Regions from separate parts of the Capra hircus genome. Here region 2 is linked to region 1. A link is a contact called in public Hi-C data. All regions are on one chromosome and are shown on one strand. The core of a region is the stretch at or near the end of the contact, and the rest is flanking DNA. Distances in the headings are between cores, read along the strand shown.

Region 1 (4,513 bases), core at 1,185-3,684:
CCTGCCCCTGGGCCCCGCGCCCCCTAGCGGCGCTGGGCTCCGGCGGGCGTCTGCCTCCGTCCTCAGGGCAGTACCCGGCCAAGCAGAATCCCTGGGGTTTGTGCTTTTGAATGTTGGTGAGCTGGGCTGCCTCGGGGAGTCCGGGGTCGGGGGTGGGGCCTCAAGCCACCCCCACCACACACACACTGCTCGGAGGCACAGAACCGACTCCCCACAGAACCCCAGGGGCCTCCTGATGTGGGCTGGTGGGGCCCAAGCCTCAGCCCACCAGGAGGGCCTTGCCTTGAAAAGCAGAGTCTCAGGCTCCCCTCGTGGGCTGCAGCCTGAGCTTCTGGGGGCACTTGTGCTTTGCACATGGGGTTGGGGTGAGCCTGTGTGTGAAGGGGCAGCCACATGGCTCCAGGACCCTAACCACGAAGAGGGGAGCTCATCCAAGCTGACGTGGGCAAAGGAGATGGGGGCCAACAGGAGAGAGAAGCCCCTTCCCAGGTCTGCTTGGCCCCCCGGGCTCCCTGGCTGCCAGGCCCTGAGCCCTGGGACCTCTTCTCAGGAACCCTGAATGATGACCTGGGTGCCTGAGGGCTGTGGGCAGCTCCTCCTGCTGCGCCCTCACTGAGCCAGCTGGAGTGAGGGAGGCGGCGTTGGCAGAGAGGTCCCGTCAGATTCCCACCAAGAACCCCAGTCCCCAGACTGGCAAGCCCCCTTACTGGGTGGAGAACAGTGCCCACTGGTGCATCCCCACTGGGGCTCACACCAGCTCAGCGGACGGCGGGTGTCCTGACACCCAGGGAAGCACTTCCAGGAAGCAGCAGGCTCTGTCTAAGTGCCGCCTCTTTCCTGGTCTGAAATCCCTTGACCCTGCGCTGCCCTTCTGGGGTCCTGAGCTGAGGGCCATTCTGGAAGGGTCGTCGGTGGGCAGGGAGTGGCTGGGACAAGCAGGTCGGAACAGCCCCCAGGGCCTGACATGTGAGTGTAGTGGGAAAGAAGGGTGGCGGAAGGGAGGGGCGGGCAAGTGGGCTCGCAGGGCTGGGGCCTTAGCTTTGCAGGCTGGACCCTCATCTGTAGAGGAGCCAGCAGCCAGAGGCCTGAAGATGCCTCTCTTTCAGCTGTCGACCCAAGAGGCCTGGGAGGGGGGTGCTGGGAGCTGTGCGGCTCTTGTCCCCTGGACTCAGCTCCCAGCCAGACCTAGCCCCTCTCTCATCTCTGTCCCTCCACCTGCCAGCCCAGATGAAGGGTGTGTGTGTTGGGGGGGCGGGGAGGGTGTTTGTGTGTGTGTGTGGAGCAAACTATTCACTTTGTGCAAATATATTAGAAAAAAGTTTTTCATGGAGGTTGCTCCTGGCAGGACTGAGGTTTCTTTGGGGGAAGAGGTGGTGATAGCCACTCAGGGATTCCCCCACCTTCCCCACGCACAAGTCCTAGATGACGTTCTCGAACAGCTGCATGGAGCTCATGATGTTCTCGTCCTGCGTGGAGAGAGAGGACGAGAGGCCTGGTCAGCCCTGGGCGGGGCCCATCTCCAGCCTCACTGTGCTCGCGGTCTCATTAGGGACCTGTGGCCCTCCAGGGACTCTTCCCGTCTCATTGGACGAAGGAGGAGCCGGTGACACAGAGCCTGTGTCCAGCTCCAGGGTCTGACGGCCAGTCCGTCTGGGAGCTGATAACCCACTGATAGACAACTGCCGCCCACCCAGATGTAGCCAGGGCAGCCGAGGGGAGGGAGGCAGGTGGAGGCCCAGCGTCCTCCCCGCTGAAAGCGCTCTGCAGAAGACAGTCAGCTGCAATGCCAGGGTGGGGGGACTCCAGGCTCCTTCCCACAGTGTGACCCAGTCCTCAGGGCCCCGGGTCCATCCCCTCTGATGGGTCCACTGAGGGCAGAGCTGCAGGACGTGGCCTGGCTAGGCTGTGGGCTGGCAGGAGCGGGCGGGGCAGCAGTGAGCGCCGGTGAAACAGTGCAAGTGGATGTCGGAAGTCTGCGCTGAGGAGGGGACTGGCAGGGCCGGGACGCAGGGGTTCCGAGCCTTGATGCTGCCTACCTTCTGACAGGTCTCCAGGAACTCGTCAATGGTCACCACCCCATCCTGATTCCGGTCCATTTTCTGCAACTCAAGCCATGCCCTCAGTGAGGCTGTGTCCCGCTGGGGCTGCCCCTGCCCCAGGCCTGAGGAGCGATGGTGGGCGGGCGGGTGGGCGTGCGCCCTCCACCCCAGCCCGTCCCCTCGGCCCCCTCCCTGGGATCCAGGCCACATAAGCGCCCTTTCCAGCCACCTCCACCACACTGTCAACCACTCTGCTGTCTCCCCAGTCCGCCCCCAACCTCAGCCACCTCCCAGCAGGGACCCCTGTGCTCATGGACCCCCTCACCTCCCTGACAGGCAGCTGGGGAGGTGGAGCGGCTGAGGGCCCTCAGCAAGCGGGAGATGCAGCCTCAGTCCCCCTGGGCCCCATGGACACAGAGCGGTGACCCCGACCCCCTCTCCTCGGAGAGAAGTCCCTGGTGGAGACGGGGCGGCAGCGGGCAGGAGAAGCTCTGGCCGGGGGTGTCGGCTGACTCAGAATCCAGGAGCCCGACTGCTCTGAGATGAGGGTCAGCAGGTGGGGGGCACAGGGATGGCTTTAATTCGTTCAGCCAGCCGGATGGGGGAGGGCAGTTGCACCTCCCGCGGGAGTAGGAAGGCACACAGAGGGGGCCCTGAGGGCGGAAGGCCCTCCCTCCTCTTCTGGCGGCCCCTCCCCGCGAGCTCACCTGGAAGAACCTCTCCACGTGCTCCAGGGGTGCGTCCTCTCGCAGAATAGGGTAGGTGTGGCGGCCCATCATGTCATAGATGGACTTCATGATGGCCAGCATCTCCTGCGGGGGGGTGAGGGGAAGGCGGAGGGGCTGGCATGAGCCTGGCTGCCAGGTGGGTGAGCGGGCGGGGCTGCACGGGCCAGAGAGAGAGACTCAGCCCCATCCAGTCCACCCAGCACGAGGGCATCTGCAGATAGGTTTTCATGTGCAAACTCTAGAACCTGACACTATATGAAAAGCAACTACTCCATGTACAAAGAGTGTTCCAGCCAAACACTCTGGTATACGGAATACTTCTTTTTTTTGGTATATGAACAATTTCTTACACACACAAGAGTGTTTGGGCCAAACAAAACTGGACTGGGGGCCCGTTGACACCCTACCTTACGGGACCACACTGCCCTCCCTCGATTGCTGGGAACCAAGGCCAGCTCCCCCACCCCTGCCTCCAGCTTCTCCACTCGGGTCTCCCACATGACCTCGTCGTAAGAAACGGCGATCGGGGACCTTGTTGACGGGGACGGAGACGTGTGGTGAGGGGCACACAAGCTCCACGCTCCGCACACCCAGGTATCCAGACCGAGAGCCTGGCAGAAGAGTTCCTGGCCACTGTCCCCTCCGAGGGCAGGCTGGGCGCTCTGTCTTTGGACAGGGAGGGGAAACGGGAAACGAGGGCAGTGAGAGAGAGGAGGAAAGAGGCTGGGGGTGTGCAGCAGCGGAGCGGGCAGACAGGCTACCCTCAGCTCCCCGGAAGCCGCGTACCTCTTTGGTGATGTAGCCATCCTTGTTAATGTCGTAGAGGTTAAAGGCCCACTTGAGCTTCTCATGGACTGTCCCTCGCAGCAGGATGGAGAGACCAACCACAAAGTCCTGTGGAGAAAGGTGGGGGGGTGACAGCCTAGGCCCCAGAATCTAGTTCCAGTTTGCCATGTGGCTTCCACTGAAGTGCACATCTGTATAGGTGAGGCGCCTCCGTCACAGACCGGGCGGATGGTGCCCCTCAGGTGAATACAATGTGCGTGCGTGCGTGTGTGTGTGTGTGTGTGTGTGTGTGTGTGTGTGCGTGCACGCGTGCATCTGTGTGGTGGGGATGGCATGGTGGCTGGTGTTGATCGTCTCAAAGAAAAGACATTCAAATGTATGACTTTTTTGTTTTTTGGTTTTTTTTTGCGAAGCTTTGAGGTCTCAGTTCCCTGCCCAGGTATCAAACTCAGGCCCGCGGCACTGAAGGCGTGGAGTTCTAACCACTGGGGCACCAGGGACTTCCTAAACGTTTGGTGCATAAGACCCATCCGATGCATTGCCGCTGACAGCGAAGGCCTGAGGGTGCTCCTTCCGTGAAGAGTGTGCGCTGTCCACTTTATCAAGTGCCTGCATGCCAGAGTGCTTAAAAGTGAAAGTGAAGTCGCTCAGTTGTGTCCGACTCTCTGCGTCCCCATGGACACCAAGTTCCTCTGTCCATGGGATTTTCTAGGGTTGCCATTTCCTTCTCCAGGGATCTTCCCGACCCAGGGATCGAACCCAGGTCTCCCACACTGTAGACAGATGCTTTACCGTCTGAGCCACCAGGGAAGTCAAGTGCTTAAAAACCACTCCTTAAAGACGAAACCAACAGCTCTGGGGCTCTGCTGCACCTGTGTGCAGTCACATCTGAGACGGGGCAGATTATGATTAACGTGACAAGGTATGAACGTTCAAACAGCTTTTGTGTGAAAACAACTG
Region 2 (5,161 bases), core at 1,272-3,771, 110 kb before region 1:
TCTACAGGGAAGGCCCTGCTGAGAATCAGCATGGGGAGGGCGGGGCAGGGTGGGATTGAGGAGCCCTGGCCTCAGCTCTGCAGAGCCCTGGAGGCCTGGCCTTTCAAGGAAAACAGGCCAGCAGACAAAAGGCTGCTGTGAGTTGCAGTGTCTGGGGAGATACCTGCTGGCCCCCCAGCCTGACAGTGGTTGGAGAGGATGAGAAGTAGTCCTTCCCGAAGCCTATTTGGGCCACCAGAGTGCCCAGATTCCCTGCCGTGAGACAGAGAGCATGGGGCAGGGTACCACGGGGACAGGCAGGATGTGCTCAAGTGGCTGATTCCCAGGCTCCAGTGGCCACCTGCCTGCCCGTCCTCAGCGAAGGGTCTGATGACTCCTCCCCATCCCTGGCGACCCTGGCGTGGAAGCCCAGCAAGTGGAAGAATGCATTCACGACACCTGACTTTGGAGGGGACCAGGGAGGCTGGCTGCCTCTCTAACTGAGCCTAGGCAGCACCTTCCCCACCAGGCTGTGGGCACTCACATCTAACAGAGGGGCTGGCGGAGGCAGGGAGAGCCCAGGATCAAGGGCGAGCCCCCTCAGTCTTGCCCTCTGTTGGAGGCCTGGCTGGGGGTGAGACACTGTGGGCACCTTGAGGCCACACTCCCTGCTCCCATCAAGATGGAGCAGGCATGCTGGATCAAGGCCATGTCCGTCGGAGGAGCCCTACTTTCAGAAGCAGATTGATGCTTATTTATAGGGGAGGATGCCGTGTACAGCTATGGGCTAGAAATATGAGGGCTGGGTCTAGGCCGGGGTTATAGCATTAAAGGCTCTGCAAACAGTGAAAAAATGCCCTTGAAGCTCCCCAGGCCGGCACTGCAGTGGCCACAGGGAGTGTGGGTAGGAGGAGGGTGCATGGGGAGCCCTTGTCCTCTGAAGCACTTTGAGGCCAGAAGGCAGTCAGGGTGGGGTATGCGCTTAATTGGGCTTCCCTGGTGGCTCAGATGGTGAAGAATCTGCCTGCAATGCAGGAGACCTGTGTTTGATCCCTGGGTCGGGAAGATCCTCTGGAGAAGGGAATGGCAATCCATTCCAGTCTTGCCTGGGAAATCCCATGGACAGAGGAGCCTGGCAGGCTACAGCCCATGGGGTCACAGAGTCAGACAGGACTGAGTGTGTGGTTAACTGGAAGTTTCTTCTTACTTCAGCTGTACTTTCCAGGGCCACTTCAAGAGGGGTGTGCAGCATGCATGGGGCGGGCGCCATCAGCAAGACTGGAGCAGGGAGAGGGTCACTGCACAGCTCTTTCCTTGCAAGTTGCCCCTGGAACCTACATATTCTCTGAAACGAAAGTTACTTGCTCAGTCATGTCTGATTCTTTGCAACCTCATGGACTGTAGCCCACCAATTCCTCTGTCCATAGAATTCTCCATGCAAGAACACTGGAGTGGGTTGCCATGCCCTCCTCCAGGGGATCTTCCTGACCCCGAGATGGAATCTTGGGTCTTCTGCATTGCAGGCAGATTCTCTACTGTCTGAGAGATTGTGTCAAAAGACCCCGCCTTTGACTAGATCTTCTCACTCTGCACCAGGCGACATCCTCTTCCTGCTGGTCAGGAGGTCGGAGATTGCAACTGCCCGACACCACCCGCCCCTCAACCCTCTTCCCCCGCCTGAGTCTCAGGTGTTGCCGAGACTTGATTTCGAGGCCAGTTTTTTCTTACCTCTTTGCCCTTAATAGGGGAAACTGAGGCATGTGCAGGAGAAACAGGAAAGCTGAAGTCGGCAATCCCAGGCTCTGAGCACTTGCTTGACCCCAGGCTTGGGAGCCTTCTCAGCGACCCCGTTCGGGTCCTCGGTGGCCGAGGACAAGCTCGCAGGCGGGCGGCGGCAGGGGGCGCTCGCTACCTTGTCACGCGCGCCTCCTCGAGGTCCGCAGGCCCGACGGAGTCCAGTCGCGGCGGGAAAGCATTTGGGGAAGGGTCTGCCCTCTCGCCTCATGCCCTCCGCTCGGCTTCTGGCCCCTCGGGCTCCGGGGAGCGCGTGTGGTTTATGATGCGCCAGAGCCCCGACACAGCCACCCACCCTCTCCTTGAGGCTCTTGGGCGGCGGGGAGGAGAGATCTGCCTGCGGCCACCCCCCAGACCCGAGGGCTCGGCCCTAGCCGCGCAATCCGCAGGAGACACATCCCGCCTGGCGCCCGCGGACCCTCCAGCGCCGCGTCCCGGCTCCTTTGGTGCACCGACCCTTCCACTTCTGCCGGCATCCTTCCCTCGGTCCGGAAGATCCCAGACGCCGGGCCTCTCTGACCTGCCGCAGAGTGGAGGCTGGGAGGAAAAGGGCAGGGGCGCCAGAGCGGAGGCCGGGGGCGCGGGGAGGCTGCGGCCCGCGCGCCCCCCAGCGAGGCGCACCTTCCACCCGCCCTGGGTCCCGCCCGCCGCCCCGCCCGCCCCGCCTCCCTGCCTCCTCCCGCTCCCGCCTCCAGTCTCCTCCCTCCTCCAGCCGCGCTTGCTCTCCTCCCTACTCCCCGGCCGCGGCGTGCTGCCTGCAGGCGCGGCTCCGGGTGACGGGAGCTCCGGGAGCGGGTCTGCCTCCGCGCCTCCTCCGAACCGGCTGCGCACCCCCTGCCCGGCCGGCCGGGCCCCGCGCCCCAGCGTGAGTCCAGCAGCCTCCCCGCGTCAGGGCGCAACTTTCCCCTGGTTGCCGGCGGGGCGGGGACCTCAGAGGGACAACTTGGTAAACTTCTCTGGGGCGGACGGCAGGGGCGCCGGGCGCCGGTACACCAGGATGTAGGAGGGCCGCGGCCGGCCCCGGGGCGTCCCCCGACCCCTTTCGGCCTGGCCATGGGGCTCCAGCGCCCTTAGCACCGCCAGGGGGGCGACCCCCTCGTCCAGCCGACCTGGGTGGGACAGCGCCGTCGCCGGCTGTGCGCGCGCTGGGGCGAGCAGCGCCCGCTCTGGCCGCGTCCGGCCCCGCCATGGACCACCAGGAGCCCTACTCGGTGCAGGCCACTGCGGCCATCGCGGCGGTCATCACCTTCCTCATCCTCTTCACCATCTTCGGCAACGCGCTGGTCATCTTGGCTGTGCTGACCAGCCGCTCGCTGCGCGCCCCGCAGAACCTGTTCCTAGTGTCGCTGGCCGCCGCCGACATCCTGGTAGCCACGCTCATCATCCCTTTCTCGCTGGCCAACGAGCTGCTGGGCTACTGGTACTTCTGGCGCACCTGGTGCGAGGTGTACCTGGCGCTCGACGTGCTCTTCTGCACTTCCTCCATCGTGCACCTGTGTGCCATCAGCCTGGACCGCTACTGGGCGGTGAGCCGGGCCCTGGAGTACAACTCCAAGCGCACCCCGCGCCGCATCAAGTTCATCATCCTCATCGTGTGGCTCATCGCAGCGGTCATCTCGCTGCCACCCCTCATCTACAAGGGCGACCAGGGTCCTCAGCCCCTGGCCCGCCCTCAGTGCAAGCTCAACCAGGAGGCCTGGTACATTCTGGCCTCCAGCATCGGATCTTTCTTTGCACCCTGCCTCATCATGATCCTGGTCTACCTGCGAATCTACCTGATCGCCAAGCGCAGCCACTGCAGAGGCCCCAGGGCCAAAGGGGGGCCTGGGGGGAGGGAGTCTAAGCAGCCACACCCTGTCCCCGGGGAAGTTTCAGACTCAGCCAAACTGCCAACCTTGGCCTCTCAACTGGCCACCCCTGGAGAGGCCAACGGATGCTCCCAACCTCACCCAGCGGAGAAGGGGGAGGGGCAGACCCCTGAAGCCCCTGGCACTCCTGCCTTGCCACCCAGCTGGCCTGCCATCCCGAAGTCAGGGCAGGGTCAGAAGGAAGGGGTTTGCGGTTCATCTCCGGAGGAGGAGGCAGAAGAGGAGGGAGAAGAGGGCTGTGAGCCGCAGGCCTTGCCGGCGCCTCCTGCCTCAGCTTGCAGCCCACCCCTGCAGCAGCCGCAGGGTTTGCGGGTGCTGGCAACCCTGCGTGGCCAGGTGCTCCTGGGCAGGGGCACAGGCGCTGCGGGGGCACAGTGGTGGCGGCGGCGGACGCAGCTGAGCCGGGAGAAGAGGTTCACCTTCGTGCTGGCCGTGGTCATCGGCGTCTTCGTGCTCTGCTGGTTCCCGTTCTTCTTCAGCTACAGCCTGGGTGCCATCTGCCCGCTGCACTGCAAGGTGCCCCACGGCCTCTTCCAGTTCTTCTTTTGGATCGGCTACTGCAATAGCTCGCTGAACCCCGTCATCTACACCATCTTCAACCAGGACTTTCGCCGTGCCTTCCGGAGGATCCTGTGCCGCCAGTGGACCCAGACGGCCTGGTGAGCCCGCCAGCCTGCTGCCCGTGTGGGGTGGTGCCCGGTGGTGCCAGGGTCACCCTGCTTCACCCTGTTTTAGGTGGCCACCTCCCTGGGCTTTCTGGTCCCTTCCGGGTCCTGAAGCCTCATCCTGGGGACTCCCTGGGAGGGTCAGGGGGTCTATTTGAAGGCTCCCCTTGCGGGCTACAGTCCATGGGGTCACGAAGAGTTGGACATGACTGAGCAACTAACCCATACACACACACACACACACACACACACACACACTCACACACACTTGCTGGCTTGGCTGTGGGGGGCCATCTTCTCCACCCACTGCCTATGCAAGGGCAGATGGACGAGGCTTGGCCCATCTTGAACGTAGCTGAATGTTCTGGGCTCCCCTCCCAGAACCACAAACCCCTGCCAACCACTGGTGGGCTTCCCTCCCCTGAGAATCCCGTGTCTTCTGGTTGACCACTTGCGGTGTTTTCTTTCTTTCTCTTCTTCCCCTAGAAAACAGCAGGAAGCCAGCCTTCCACTTTTTCCAGGAGGCCTGCTGCTGAGGAAGAAGCAGAAATGATGACAGGCATTCATGTTGGGTGCCCATGTCCCAGTGAGGCACTGGGTGGGGTTTTATGGGCTGGCACTGTCTCTGGGCCCTTTTTTGCCTTCATCCTGCTTTTGGGTTTGTAACTCCTTTAAAGACCAGAGTCTTGTATAGTTTTCCTCACTCGGTGCCCCTCTGGAAAGTGGGTGGATGTGTGGATGCCTCAGTGGAGTGGTCTGGAGGCCTGGCCTCCTCCTCCATGGGAGAGCCCTGATCACTAGCGTTCACCCCCTGCAAAAACTGGGGTGACAATAGCTTGCTGCCTACTTGCCGCT

What was found. A called contact is a pair of places that touch in the nucleus more often than the background predicts.
Region 2: a contact with region 1 is called in a Hi-C map of liver, with 2.5 times the contacts expected there. The contact joins the promoter of ADRA2B here to the enhancer-like site in region 1.

Annotation. Positions count from the first base shown.
Region 1 is chr11:2,077,187-2,081,699 of ARS1.2, reverse strand. It overlaps KCNIP3 (calsenilin), which reads right to left. Exons shown (of 9, transcript XM_018054834.1): 6 at 3,554-3,661; 7 at 2,747-2,851; 8 at 2,037-2,099; 9 at 1-1,466. The coding sequence ends at 1,419. Among named protein-coding and RNA genes, the nearest start is that of GPAT2, 38 kb to the left of the region's middle. Within about 2 kb of position 2,434, at least 1 of the 5 cell types and tissues checked has an H3K27ac peak or open chromatin away from gene starts, as enhancers often do.
Region 2 is chr11:2,187,935-2,193,095 of ARS1.2, reverse strand. ADRA2B (alpha-2B adrenergic receptor) reads left to right here and starts at 2,521. Exons shown (of 2, transcript XM_018054838.1): 1 at 2,521-4,300; 2 at 4,793-5,161. The coding sequence starts at 2,961. The coding sequence ends at 4,793.